Regions from separate parts of the Mus musculus genome. Here regions 1 and 2 are each linked to region 3. The links are chromatin contacts, called in public promoter capture Hi-C maps. All regions are on one chromosome and are shown on one strand. The core of a region is the stretch at or near the end of the contact, and the rest is flanking DNA. Distances in the headings are between cores, read along the strand shown. Region 1 overlaps Dnm3 (dynamin 3). Region 2 overlaps Dnm3 (dynamin 3). Region 3 overlaps Dnm3 (dynamin 3).

Evidence for each region. Capture Hi-C pulls out chosen DNA fragments and counts their contacts.
Region 1: a contact with region 3 is called in a promoter capture Hi-C map of adipose tissue. The contact joins two enhancer-like sites. A contact is called at or near these places in 1 of 484 Hi-C or Micro-C datasets (uterus), 1 of 115 datasets of contacts at active chromatin or transcription factors (fibro-adipogenic progenitors) and 3 of 9 other capture datasets (adipose tissue, liver and pancreatic islet).
Region 2: a promoter capture Hi-C map of adipose tissue shows a contact between it and region 3. The contact joins two enhancer-like sites. A contact is called at or near these places in 5 of 484 Hi-C or Micro-C datasets (bone marrow-derived macrophages, cortical neurons, liver and 2 more), 4 of 115 datasets of contacts at active chromatin or transcription factors (the 230-238 cell line, fibro-adipogenic progenitors, heart atrium and 1 more) and 1 of 9 other capture datasets (adipose tissue).

Annotation. Positions count from the first base shown.
Region 1 is chr1:162,131,222-162,134,910 of GRCm38.p6, reverse strand. It overlaps Dnm3 (dynamin 3), which reads left to right. Exons shown (of 21, transcript NM_001038619.2): 15 at 345-454. Among named protein-coding and RNA genes, the nearest start is that of Dnm3os, 85 kb to the left of the region's middle. Within about 2 kb of position 1,805, at least 65 of the 459 cell types and tissues checked have an H3K27ac peak or open chromatin away from gene starts, as enhancers often do. A contact at or near this core is called in adipose tissue and uterus, where this site is marked.
Region 2 is chr1:162,092,613-162,096,631 of GRCm38.p6, reverse strand. The region is part of intron 15 of Dnm3 (dynamin 3); the gene reads left to right. Among named protein-coding and RNA genes, the nearest start is that of 2810442N19Rik, 90 kb to the right of the region's middle. Within about 2 kb of position 2,296, at least 73 of the 459 cell types and tissues checked have an H3K27ac peak or open chromatin away from gene starts, as enhancers often do. A contact at or near this core is called in adipose tissue and heart atrium, where this site is marked.
Region 3 is chr1:162,298,467-162,302,782 of GRCm38.p6, reverse strand. The region is part of intron 10 of Dnm3 (dynamin 3); the gene reads left to right. Among named protein-coding and RNA genes, the nearest start is that of Mir214, 77 kb to the right of the region's middle. Within about 2 kb of position 3,037, at least 55 of the 459 cell types and tissues checked have an H3K27ac peak or open chromatin away from gene starts, as enhancers often do. A contact at or near this core is called in adipose tissue, heart atrium and uterus, where this site is marked.

The sequences.
Region 1 (3,689 bases), core at 556-3,055, 170 kb after region 3:
ACATTTTTGTTAAATATTAACAGATGGCTAAATTCTTAATATCAAACTAACATTTCAAAACATCTAAGGGGACCCACATGAGGGGGCAAGGAGAGAGGAGCATGTGTTTTCTCCATCTGAGTCTTTCCCGTACACTCCCCTCCCCCACCCCATGTGTTGAGAGTCCCTGTACTCTCCTGTCTCAGATAACTTGCATTCCTCAGAAACTGGGGTAAAACTAGTGTGTGACAGTATCGAGGTAAAGTAATCAAGTGTTATTAAGTGATAGCTGATTTGGATGGTGTGTTGGTTGCCATTGGTGTGATGTTCTATTAACATCCCCTCCTTTCACCTCTGTATCCCAGGAGAAAGAAAAGAAATATATGCTTCCCCTGGACAACCTGAAGGTCCGGGATGTGGAGAAGGGCTTCATGTCCAGCAAGCACGTCTTCGCACTCTTCAACACCGAGCAAAGGTAAGACAGTGCAGCAGCTTTTATGTTAAGAGGTTTCCTCAGACTTTTTTTTTTTTTTTTTTCCAATCGGGATTTCAGGTACCTCAGACTAGCCTGGAATTCATTCTATAGCCAAAGCTGGCCTTGAACTCTTAATCTGCCTACCTCTACCTCCCGAGTGTTGGTATTACAGGCAAGTGCCACTACACTGGCTTTCCTTAGACTTTGTTTTCTATTTTTAACATCCACCATGGGTTATGGCTTCAAAAGTCCCAAACACAAGAGGCAGAAAGATCGTCAAATCCTAGTTTATTTCCTGGTTTCTCAGCAGACACTAAAATCTTGCCAAATCTTTCTTAAAACTACATTTTACTACCTATGGTCCACCATATCAGGGTTTACACTTTACAAACTTACAAATCCTCACTTTTGGGGGTGGGGTTGGGGGGAAATAAACCAACCCCACAGAGGGTTAAAACGATGGAAGGCGTGGGTGACCATTTTGTAAGGTAGGAAGCACTTTCTCCAAGTTCTTTTGACTTTCTTAAGATCACACAGTTCAGACAGACCTCTCACCCTAGAGGTAGAGGGTGCATAGGAACTTTGACCTGCTCCCCTTCCTTGCATATTCCTCATGACACTTTTCTAATCTCTCCCATCATTGCTGCTGGAGAGCATCAGGACTTAAGTGCCTACCACTGACTATCACCAGGAGCTGTGGTTGTTCACTAAAATTAATCAGTGGAATTGAACAAATGATACATGGAATTGCACTAAAGTCAGACAAATAGAATGAAGGGGTTGTCTCCATTTTTCTTCAATTGGAAATGTTATAGGAAAAAAATCTAATTTGTGTAAATTAAGGAGAAGTGAGTCATTAGGTAGCAGGTCTAATTTTAACCCAGGTTCACAGGCTACATTGTATCTTGATTTAGCAATGAATGAAGAAGTTACTTGATTAGGTTCAGTGAGGAGCCCAGGGTCAATCAGACAGTTAATGAAAACAGCAAAAGCCTTCTTCCTACATTCCCAGTCAGTTGCTCAGAGTGACTCAGAATACAAAAATACTTGGAAAAACCACAAGAACAAGCCATTTAAAGAATCAAGGGGAAAGAAAATTAAATACCACTCTACAATAAAATATTGAAATGGAATTTCCCCCACTGTGGAGGACATGGTGTTATTTGAAAGTCCACTGTGCAGAAGAAAACAAAACAAAGCAAAATAGCAACAAACGCCAAATAGACAAACACCACTGAAAATGATAACGAATGAAAAGACTGGTCAGAGCAGTCACGATCCTCTGGGGCCGAGCTCAGTGCTCTTCTGGGCTCTTCTTGGGTCCTGAAGAATCTGATGATGGGGTGTGCTCTGTGGGAATTCTGTCATACCGGAAGTTCAATAAATGCTACCGCTCCGCCCACCCGCAAGGTTCAGTTGTTATTAAAGGGCTTCAAACAGGAAAAAAATAGAACCATGGGTATTAGAGAGTACAAGAGTCACCAAAGTAAGAATATTCTAGGTTTTGGAAAATCTAGATCTTCTGTCTTCTGGAAACCTTGAACTCTAAAACGATCGTGAGTTCTGTTACTTCTGCAGAGACCTCTGCCAGAACACAGACACGCCCAAACACTATATTTGCTGTCAGCTTTTGCTTTTAAATCTTAAGCCCTTTGAATGGTTTTTGTGCTGTCTGAGTCTGCCAGGACAGTGCCAATCATAAGCAGGCATTCTCATTCTGTTTCTGATTTCAAAGAGAATAATTTGAAAAGGTTTTTGAAAAACACTTGATATCCTTTAAGGAACAGAGCATTCTTCCTGTTCCTCGGTATAGAGGATTCAGTGTAAGCTTTCAAACCAAGGCAAATGGATCAATTTTAGCAATACCTTCATCTAGAAGACTATGTGACTTCCCTCCCTCCCCCTATAATCTGCTTGTGTGGTGAAACATGCTGTTAGGTTTTCTAATGGTGAGCCATCCTTGATCTTCTACATTCAAAGTGAAGCACATGTACCATGCACTCTTGCCTTAAAATGATGAGTGTTTTATTGAAGCTTTTGCAATTACATTCATAAGGAATACTGAGCAAGAAATATTCTTTGTGTGCCACCTCTGGTAGCTTTGGGCATCAAGGATCTTAGCCTCATACAATCATATGCCATTAAACCCTAATTGTTCTTTGTAATAATTTTGTTTAAAACTGGGATTAACCTGTAGATGGATGTTTGATGGAAGTCACTGCTAAAATCATCTAGATTTTACATCATCAGGATTTTAGGTGGGTTTTTAAAAATATGTTTATTAAGTCTTAGAGAATTTCATATCAGTGTTTGGTGTATTTTGATCATATTCCCCCTTTTTACCTCCCCCAACTCCTCCCAGATCCATCCGCTACCTCTCCACTTCCTACCAACATTGTATACTTAAAAAAAAAAAAAACCCACCAAGTTTAATTTAGTCTTCCCCTATTCAGATGGGTATGGGGTTATCCTCTGGAGCATAGTCAACCTACCAGATGTCACACTTATAAAAACACCTGGCTGTTCTTCCCCCAAGAAGCCATGAACTGTCAGTAGCTCCTCAGCTGGGGTGGGGGCTAAGGAGCCACCAACACCAAAAGTTGTTTTTGCCAAGTGGATGGTTAACTCTAACTTAATATGTTTATTGTACATTGTAGAGATATTCTATATTTTATATTTTATCTGGACCAGCTTAGGTCAATAACATGTTTTCTAGCAAATTCTCCAATCCATTTATTTTAAAATAAATTACCCCAAGTATCTTACTGTTCTCTTATTTTTAATGTGTCTGAGATTTGGCATCTTTTATCTCTAATATTAAACCTCACCTCTTTTCTCTCCCGGATCACACTTGTCAGAGTTTTGAATTATTTTCAAAGAAACAGCTCTTGGCTTTCTTATTCTTCATTGCATATATTTTTCTACTTCAATAGTCTCCTTTTTATTTCCAGCCATATATCTTCTTGGTGTTTGTGTTGCCAGCCTTCATTTGTATGTGCAGTTCATCAGCTTGTACCCTTATTGTCTTCAGCTGACTGCCATAAACAGCAGTTATAATAATTTCGCCAGGCTTCGGTTCTGTTGCTAAGTCTCCTCTAGGTTTTCCCTTCTCTTTGAGTTACTCAGAAATGTGTTTTACGTTTTATAACGCATAGAATTTTATTGTTTTGTTGTTGTTTACTTTTAACTTAATTGTGCTGCGGTCAGAGAATGAGGTCTGGCACATTCTGAGTTT
Region 2 (4,019 bases), core at 1,047-3,546, 210 kb after region 3:
GTGATTGATGAATTTGTTGGAAAGAGTAGTGATCAGTTTCATCAATAGGTTATATGTTCCTCATAAAGCATGAAGTAAGGCAATCAACTAAGTATGAACAGTTAAAAGTTCCAGGTAGGAAAAGCTAGGAACTGATAATCATCTGGAACATGGAAAAGATTTAGTATAGAATTATGGTGAGATGGCTGCAAAGGGTGGTGCCAATTTGATAATTGAAAATACAAGTTTGGAGGGAGAACAACAGTACAATTCTGGTTTTTCGCTTGTACATTTAGCACCACGAATGCAGCAGTTAAAGGAAAATATTGTTTGTTTGATGTTTTATTAGAAAAACGATGAAAGGGAAGATGAGAGAGGGAGTTGAGGTCTACCAAGACTGGTGTATCAGGTGTGTGCAGAAACATGGTTATAAAGGGAGCAGTGATCATAGAAGCTTCTAGAATCAGTCATCAGCAAAAGCCCACAGTGAGTTCTCCAGGGTTTTTTTTTTTTTTAATTTTTTTTTCAAGGCAAGGTATCTCTATGTGGCCCTAGCTGTCCTGGGAATTACTCTGTAGACCAGGCTGGCCTTAAACCCAGAGATCTGCCTGCCTCTTCCCACTGAATGGCAGATTAACGGCATGCACCACCATTTCCCAGCCTGAGTTGTCCAGATTTTCAAAAGGGAAACAAAATTGAATTTCTCACTGGTGATTTCATTGGTATATAAATGTACTGTTATGTAAATATGTGCCTAAGTGATAAGCTCTGGATTTGGTGAGAAACCATGTTCCAAAAAAGAAGTGGAGGCAGGTGAATAGAGGAAGACACATGATGTGAACCTTTGGTCTCCACAGACAACATGAGCAAGTACACACACACACACACACACACACACACACACACACACACACACAAAGAGAGGGAGGGGAGGAAGGAACAGTGCAGGCCAGATTGTTAACCAATGTTCATGGCCCTAGCCATATTCTATCTATTGTATATTACTGTGTTTATCAAACCTGTATTAAGAAAAGCATACTGTCAAAAAAAATGGCAAAAAATGCATTGAACGCCTTCATTGTATATGTATGCTATTTCATAGAGAAGTTTGTGACAGTTACTCGAATCTCACGTGCAGAAAACCATATTAAAATGTAACATAGAACCAAAAATGCTACACTGTCTAGGAAATACATCTAAGAAATGTTTGAAGAAACTGACTAAAGAGTTGGCTTGGGCACTGAAAGGCTTGGGACACACAGACACAAACACACACACACACACACACTTTCTTGGCTTCCAAAGTTTGTGAGCTATGCTTATGAAGCCATGAATTCTTTCAGCCACAGTCTCACAGTGTAGCCCAGGCTGGCCTCAAACCCACAATCCTCCTGTCTCCATCTCCCATGTACTGATATTATAGATCTTTGGCTGCCATGCCCATCTTAAGTCAAGATTTTTAATAATAAATTAAACCTGTCTTAAATTCAGTAGTAAAGTCTACAGTTTATGAAATTATGCCATGTATGTCTTGTAAACTCTTAAGACTAAAAATTAATAAGCACGTGACAATATGGCCTGACTTTGCTAGAAGCCATGAATTGCCAGTTAGTCAGCTAGACAGCATGACTGACCTTTCAGAATCACAGATACTGGAAGGAATAGTTATGGCTGGTGGCAAAGAGGAAGCTGGGCTCATTCCTTTCTGTGTCAGGCTGTGCAGCCTGCCTAGGACCAACATGGTGCTGTGTGTTAAACTCTAGCGTTATCTGGAGACCTTGGGTCCCAGCAAAATCCCACTCCTAAAAGCATTTATGTTATCAAACACCCCGGAAATTATAAAAAGGAATCTGTTAAGAGATTATTTTGAAACACCGTTCTTAATTGTTTAATAGCTGGTGTCAGATGATTGAAGAGACATGGAAAAGAAATAAGGGAATTAAACTTTATATTTTTTAACAGCCAGGAGCTTTCTTTTGACATGTAAGAACATTTTTTTCACGTCTAATCAAAACATAAGCTCATCCTGCGGTCTTGTTCGCTTCAGCAGAGCACTTAAAAAGCCTTTTACCTAAGGGCTGAGCCTTTCCCTCCCTCGCTTTTCAGCACCCCAACCACTTTCTCAGTTCTTCGAGCTGTGGGACACATAACTTGGTTTCAGAGCAGAGTCATTCAGAAACTCATATCTGCATGATTGCAGCCGAAATAGACTAAACAAAAAAATGCACTCGGTACAAATTGCTGTGGGTTATCTATACAGCTACAGCATGTGGTGAGAACCTGGAAGCTTCCTGGACAGAATTTATGAGCCTTCCAGTAAATCAGGCCAGCTCAGTGTTTCAGACCTGTGTCCAACTCGCCTTGGCTGTCTAGACACGGCCTAGGACGAGGCTTTAGAACCGGGTAGAGACAAAGCTGCCAAAGCCACCAGAAGCCTTTGACCTTCTTCTAATGTTTCAACCAGATAATTATTTTCCCTCTCAAGAATTTGGCTGTCCTTTAAGGGGAAAAAAAATAAGATTTTCCGTGTGAAGAACCCCTGAAAGAAAATACCCTGGAGAAAGGTCAGTGTGGTGGAGCCAAAGCTGGATTCCTCAGAGCCTCACAGAGAATGTGGAAAGTCTGTGTGGACTGTGCGTCTCCTGCCTTCCAACTGGCCAAGGGTTCTCCAGACAACAGTCTCCAGCTTTGCCCACCCCACACCTTTGCATCTCAAAGGAGCCTTGGCTGAGTGTTGGAAAGAGCTCCAAAGGGAAGCCTACTTAGTAAAGTTGGAGAAACAGTAGAGGCTTCATTAGATCCTTTAAAAGCAATGTATTGTTTTATTCTCATTAAATAAACTATCCCCCTTTCTGCCCAGGAGCAAAGGTGTAGCCTTTATAATTTTCCCAGAGTGAACTTTTTTCCTTGGACATGGACAGTATATTTCCTTGAGCTGCATCCCAGCTTCTCTGAAATTCCCCACCCTACTTCTTGTGGCTTATCTTTTTAATGTTTATATTCTGTGTTTTCTATAAAAATCAAGATCTGGTCAAAAATTAAAAAAAAAAAAAACAACCAAAAACCGTACATGATTTTAAACATGACCAAGTCTGCTCCACTGTGTTTTCATCCATTAATGTATTTCTTCACCCATGCAGCTGCTGTAGAGAGGTCATATGCTGAGGGCTGGGGGAGGTTCTGGGTGTACTGGTTAGCTGGCCTGTGATTCAGGGAAAGTCCCACAGCTCTCTCTGAGTCTATTTCCTCATCTATGAAAACAGCTTTTTGACCCAATTTTCAGAGTAGCCTTAGAGATCTAGTGGGATGGCCCCTCTCGTAAGATGGTTAAAGAGAGAGAGACAGAGACAGAGAGACAGAGACAGAGACAGAGAGAGGAGAGGGAGAGGGAGAGAGAGGGAGAGGGAGAGAGAGAGAGAGAGCTTTTTCTTTGGCTTTGCTCCATCAATTGCTGTACCTCAATAGCCAAAAACACCAGAGATGTCTGTCAACTGCTTGTAAAACTCATAAACTGAACTGAATTAAATACATATCAATGACCCCTGCATGCTAGCATGAATAACCTAAAGAAGCCCCTATGGCCTGGCTTACCACTGCATCTGGGAAACAGCAGGTGTTGTGCCCTCTGGAATCTAGACGTCTAGCTGTGTTGTAAAGAAATGAGTCCAAGAGAAAATGTTCCAAATGGGGAAATCCTGACAATAAATATTTCCTCAAGATGAATACAAAGTTCCTCCCCAAAACACTGCTTAAGTGGAAAAATAAAAAACAACAAAACAAAACAAAACAAAACAAAACTCAGAAGTAAAAATAAAGTCAAATGTTTAAAAGACGGCAGCTGTACTTAAATAATCTAGGTCAACAGACACTTAGGCAACTCCGCCAATGCCCTGCAGTGAAGAGGCAGCTTTGAAATACTTCGATAAGTCAGAGGGTTTTTTAATTTTATCGTTTTATTTCATGTGTATGGGCCTACATGGATGCCTGTGTACCATTTGCATGCCTGGCACTGACACAGGCCAGAAGATGGCAGTAGATCC
Region 3 (4,316 bases), core at 1,788-4,287:
TTTATAAAGACTCAGCACACTCTTCATCTTTTCCTAACTGCTTTCCTGGAGGGCCTCTGTGAGTCCTTTCCCGGCCCCTTTCCCTACTCCTTTCTCCTCGCTCCAGTTGCTAACCTATGTCTGTTTTACTCATCATGCCTGAGATGGGGTGTGGGAATTTGTATGTGTTCATTTGTTCCTGTGAGCCCTCCCCTCTTGCTGATTGTAAGTTTGTTTATAACAAAGAGCTGTGTTCATTTATCTTTCAAACCCTAGAGCCATCTGCTAGGACTATAATTCCCTAGGAGAGACATTGTAGAAATACTTGTTTAAATGTACATGTTCTTAAGTTTCCTTGATGCTGAAGAAATATGCACCTCATTTTGAAAGAGAGTTTTTGTAGTTTCTTCGAAAATGATGACATTTGGACACAGTTTGTTCAAACACCTGTCTTTCTTTATGCCTTATTTTGGTACCCAAAACTTTTGGCCTTAGGTCTACCATCAACTTCTGATTTTAAAACTAGTCTAATTAAAATTAAAGTTTTTTTTTTTAAGGTAAGAATCCTAATTAATGTTACATATGCTAACACTTCATTATCTGGCCCCTTTGAGCACAAGGCATTGAGAAAATGACTATATAATTTAACCTTCAGTACAGGACATTCTTGAGAGTTAAAGGGAGTGATTAATACTTTCACCATAATTAGGAGAGTAAAATAAGACTGCTCCAGGCAACATAGAATGTGTAGTTTTTCTGGCTACATTGTAGTTTCGTACTTAAAAGCCTTGTTTTTATTTATATCCCTTATGTTGATTGCTTCATGTGTAAAATCCTTTAATGTTTTTTCCCCTTATGCACATGAACACACATTAGCTTAAAACATATGGGGTTTATGTGTGCACAAACACCACAGAGCAAAGCTAAATTTTTTTTTTCTGCTCTGGGGATTGCATTTTTCCTCAGATACTTTCTCACTGTCGTCTCTGGGGCACAGGATTACAAGACAGCTCTTCCCGAGCCATTCGGCCTCTCTCTGAGGGATAGCTCAACTTTGGAAGTTTTCTGGTGGGCACCAGTTTTCATCTGCCTTCTTTTACCTCCTCTCCTCTGGTGCAGTGTCTCAAAGCTCTTGAAGCCTTTTGCAGGAAGCACAGGGAGGAACAACTTCGTTTTTTGACCACAGTTTAGCAACTGTGTCATTTATTGACCTCTTGGGAAACCACATTCTTGGATCGCTATCATGCCAATTAATTGATCCCACTACCCTCAACTGCTTAGAATAAAAACTTTGCCATAAAAAAGATACCTTACTTTAGCTTTCCAGTAGAAACCCAGGCAAGAACTTTGCATTAAAAGGTACTGTTTGAAGAAATGTCCAGTTCTTTGGTATGTTAGGTCAGTCAATAGCTGACCCAGAGTCCATATCAACTAAAGAAGGAATTCTAAAGTCCTGACTGGGGTTTCAGTGCCACACACGATCTTTCTCCCCTTCCATCTCTAAGTTCACCTCTTCCTTCCCCTCCTCCCCACTGCAGCCTCACTGCTGTGTTTGTGTCTGTAGCATGCTGAAGAGACAGGTCAGTGGAAACTTTGCTTTCTGTTCCTTGAGGTAGTTGCAAAGATCCAACCTTTACTTGCCTCAGGTCTGTGTTCAAAGGCCTGCCTTATTAACAGAGTATCTTGGATTTTCTATCTATAATTTCACAGTCTCTCCAACCCCAGACACTCAGGAGACTCCCCCAGTCTTCATGTTACCCCACTCCTTTTCTTTGTGGCATACATGCCTGTGTGAATTACACCCCGTATGTCTCTTGTTGTTGGGCAACGAAGGGACCCTGAGAATATAAGCTCTGATGGTGGGGGCTTGATTTATTGAGCTCAGTTCTATTTCCAATCCCAATACTGTCGCTTTCCCCCAGTAGTAGTTTCCAATGCATATATGGAAGGATATTGAAATCACATCTTGTTGATGTAGCAAGTGACAGTCAACATATGGCAGAAGTAGGGCAGAAGGAAAAAGCCACAAAACATGGAGTAGGTTGAGTGCGACCTATGTCTGCTCTGGTAAAAGACTTGAGTCTCCATTTCTCTGCCTCCCGCTGAGTACTGTTTGAAGCTTTTATTGGATGCTGTAGGAAATCTAGGCCCATGCTTAGCTCTTCCTCCTATCTTCTGTTTTTCCTCCTTTCCTACTTAAATGCTCATTAACGTGTCTACCAAACATAAACCCAGGATGACAGAGGAGAAGAAAACCCGATTAAGACCTTCAGGTACTGTTTTGACACAGTGTCAACGCACTCTGGCCTGTTTGGGTGTCTTCTGCATTCCTTATGAGACCAAGCGCGCCTTTACCGACAGCCTTTCGGCTTTCTTCCATCTGAGGTTGGCCCCTGAAATTTCAATTCCTTAGCATTTGCCGGGTAACACGAAAGTTCTCTTAATTTCTCTGTTTAAAAGTTTTTCCATCATGTGCCTCATCATTTCTCCCCCCAGTCGCAGAAAGTATTTGAGGTTTAGAATTTGAGATTTGGAATTTGCCCACTTGGAGGAGAGCAGCTGACACACTTCTCGCTTGGCTCGGAACTTACTCTATCCAAGTTAGCCAGGAGCTGGCTCCATTTGTAAAACAGAAAGTACTTCTGTGCCACGAGGAGGAGCCTCACCATTTCCCGACAGCTCTGGACTGGAATTGCTCCTCACTTCCAATCCTTTGAGAACGTGGGTGAACACAGCTCCTCTCTCTGCACAACACTTTCTTTCTCATCTCTTGAATAAGCCGAGCAAGATACCACACACGCGTAAAGGGTTGCTAGGGACCTTTGAGGGTGACTCACTTAATTCATAGAAAATGAAGTAGATTTTAAATGTTCTCATGAGCAATGCAATCGTAACTGATGGTTAATTTATAATGTGCCCAGTGTCTGAAGGTTTATAGCTTTTAGATTAAAAATAAAACCTCTCTAGTCAGCAAGACTCACAAAGTCAGGTCTAATAGACACAAGGGACTGTTCTGGTTCTGGCTGGTTTTCTCTGTGATCCCGGTACAGGTTCAGGAATGGTGGTCATTACCCAACAAGCTGAGTTTTTGCTTAAGGCAGCAGACGAGTTATTCTTAAGGCCTTAGAATCCTTGGCTGGCTTATGCATAACCCAGGAGAAACTGAACAGCCTGCCTCCTGTGATCCAATCAATTAATGTTTAGTAGGTTTTATAAGTGTGTAATTTTTGTTTTATTGGATAGAAATACCTTTCAAGTGTTTCTTTTACCTCCAGAGAAAAATGTGGTTCATACTAAAATTTTTATATAGAAGTTCCCCCAAATAATTATACACAAACCTAAATAACACTTAAACTATTGGGCATAATTAAGATGTAGTTTTGTACCTTTTCATTATAATGGCACTTTCTCTCAAAATTTTTCTCAAATTAAAATTTTCTCAGAGCCAAACATTCAAGAGTTGGATTCTAAGAAAAAGATAAGTTGTGTTATTTCTTTATTGAATCTTTATTATTTAAGAGTGTCAAGTGATTTAAGCAAGAAGTAATTTGCCATTTAATCAATGTACAGTGTGATTAGAAGTTTCAGCCTCATTATGAGGGCATTAAATTGGGAGGCAAACTTAGGGAAGGTTTAACTATTGGTTTTTGTGTGTTTTCTCTTTGCTTTTTGAGAACATTTCCCTTGTGTGACTATGTAATTATGTAGTGAACCAGCTACTCCAGATGGTAAGATTCAATATCAGGTGCTCTGACACATAGGGAACACAGGGCCAGTGGATAGCAGTTGCCTAGTGAGTGACTGATATGATATAAATCAAGAAATATACCATTTCTTCCTTCCCTGATTCCTTATGAATAATTTATAGAATATAAGTAATTAATGGGGAATATAAGGTCTAAATATAGTGCTTTTTAGATCAACATTACTTAGGCAGACATGATTAGAATTCTTTGCAATGTAAGCTTTTAATTGAACAACTTGAGAGTCATAATGATTTAAATGACTGTAGAAATTGTAATTGCACCTTAAACAAGAGATATGGCAGTGAGGCGGACAAAGAGCTGGCAATCAGGACAGAGTATGTTTGAGAGCGGGAAGTGAGGGCCGCACAAACACCCAGCAATTCCTACTGAATGAGCTGATGAGCCAAGGAGTCAGAACCCAATCAGAAATCATTCTGAATGTCAGAGGACTTTGATGCCCCCTCTCCTGTGTGCATCATAAAAACTGAGCACCACATGTGTAAACCCACAATGGAAATTCAACATTTTGGCATATTACACCCTCAGAATCCTTTGCAGATCAAGCACATAGCTAATATGATTATTTCATTG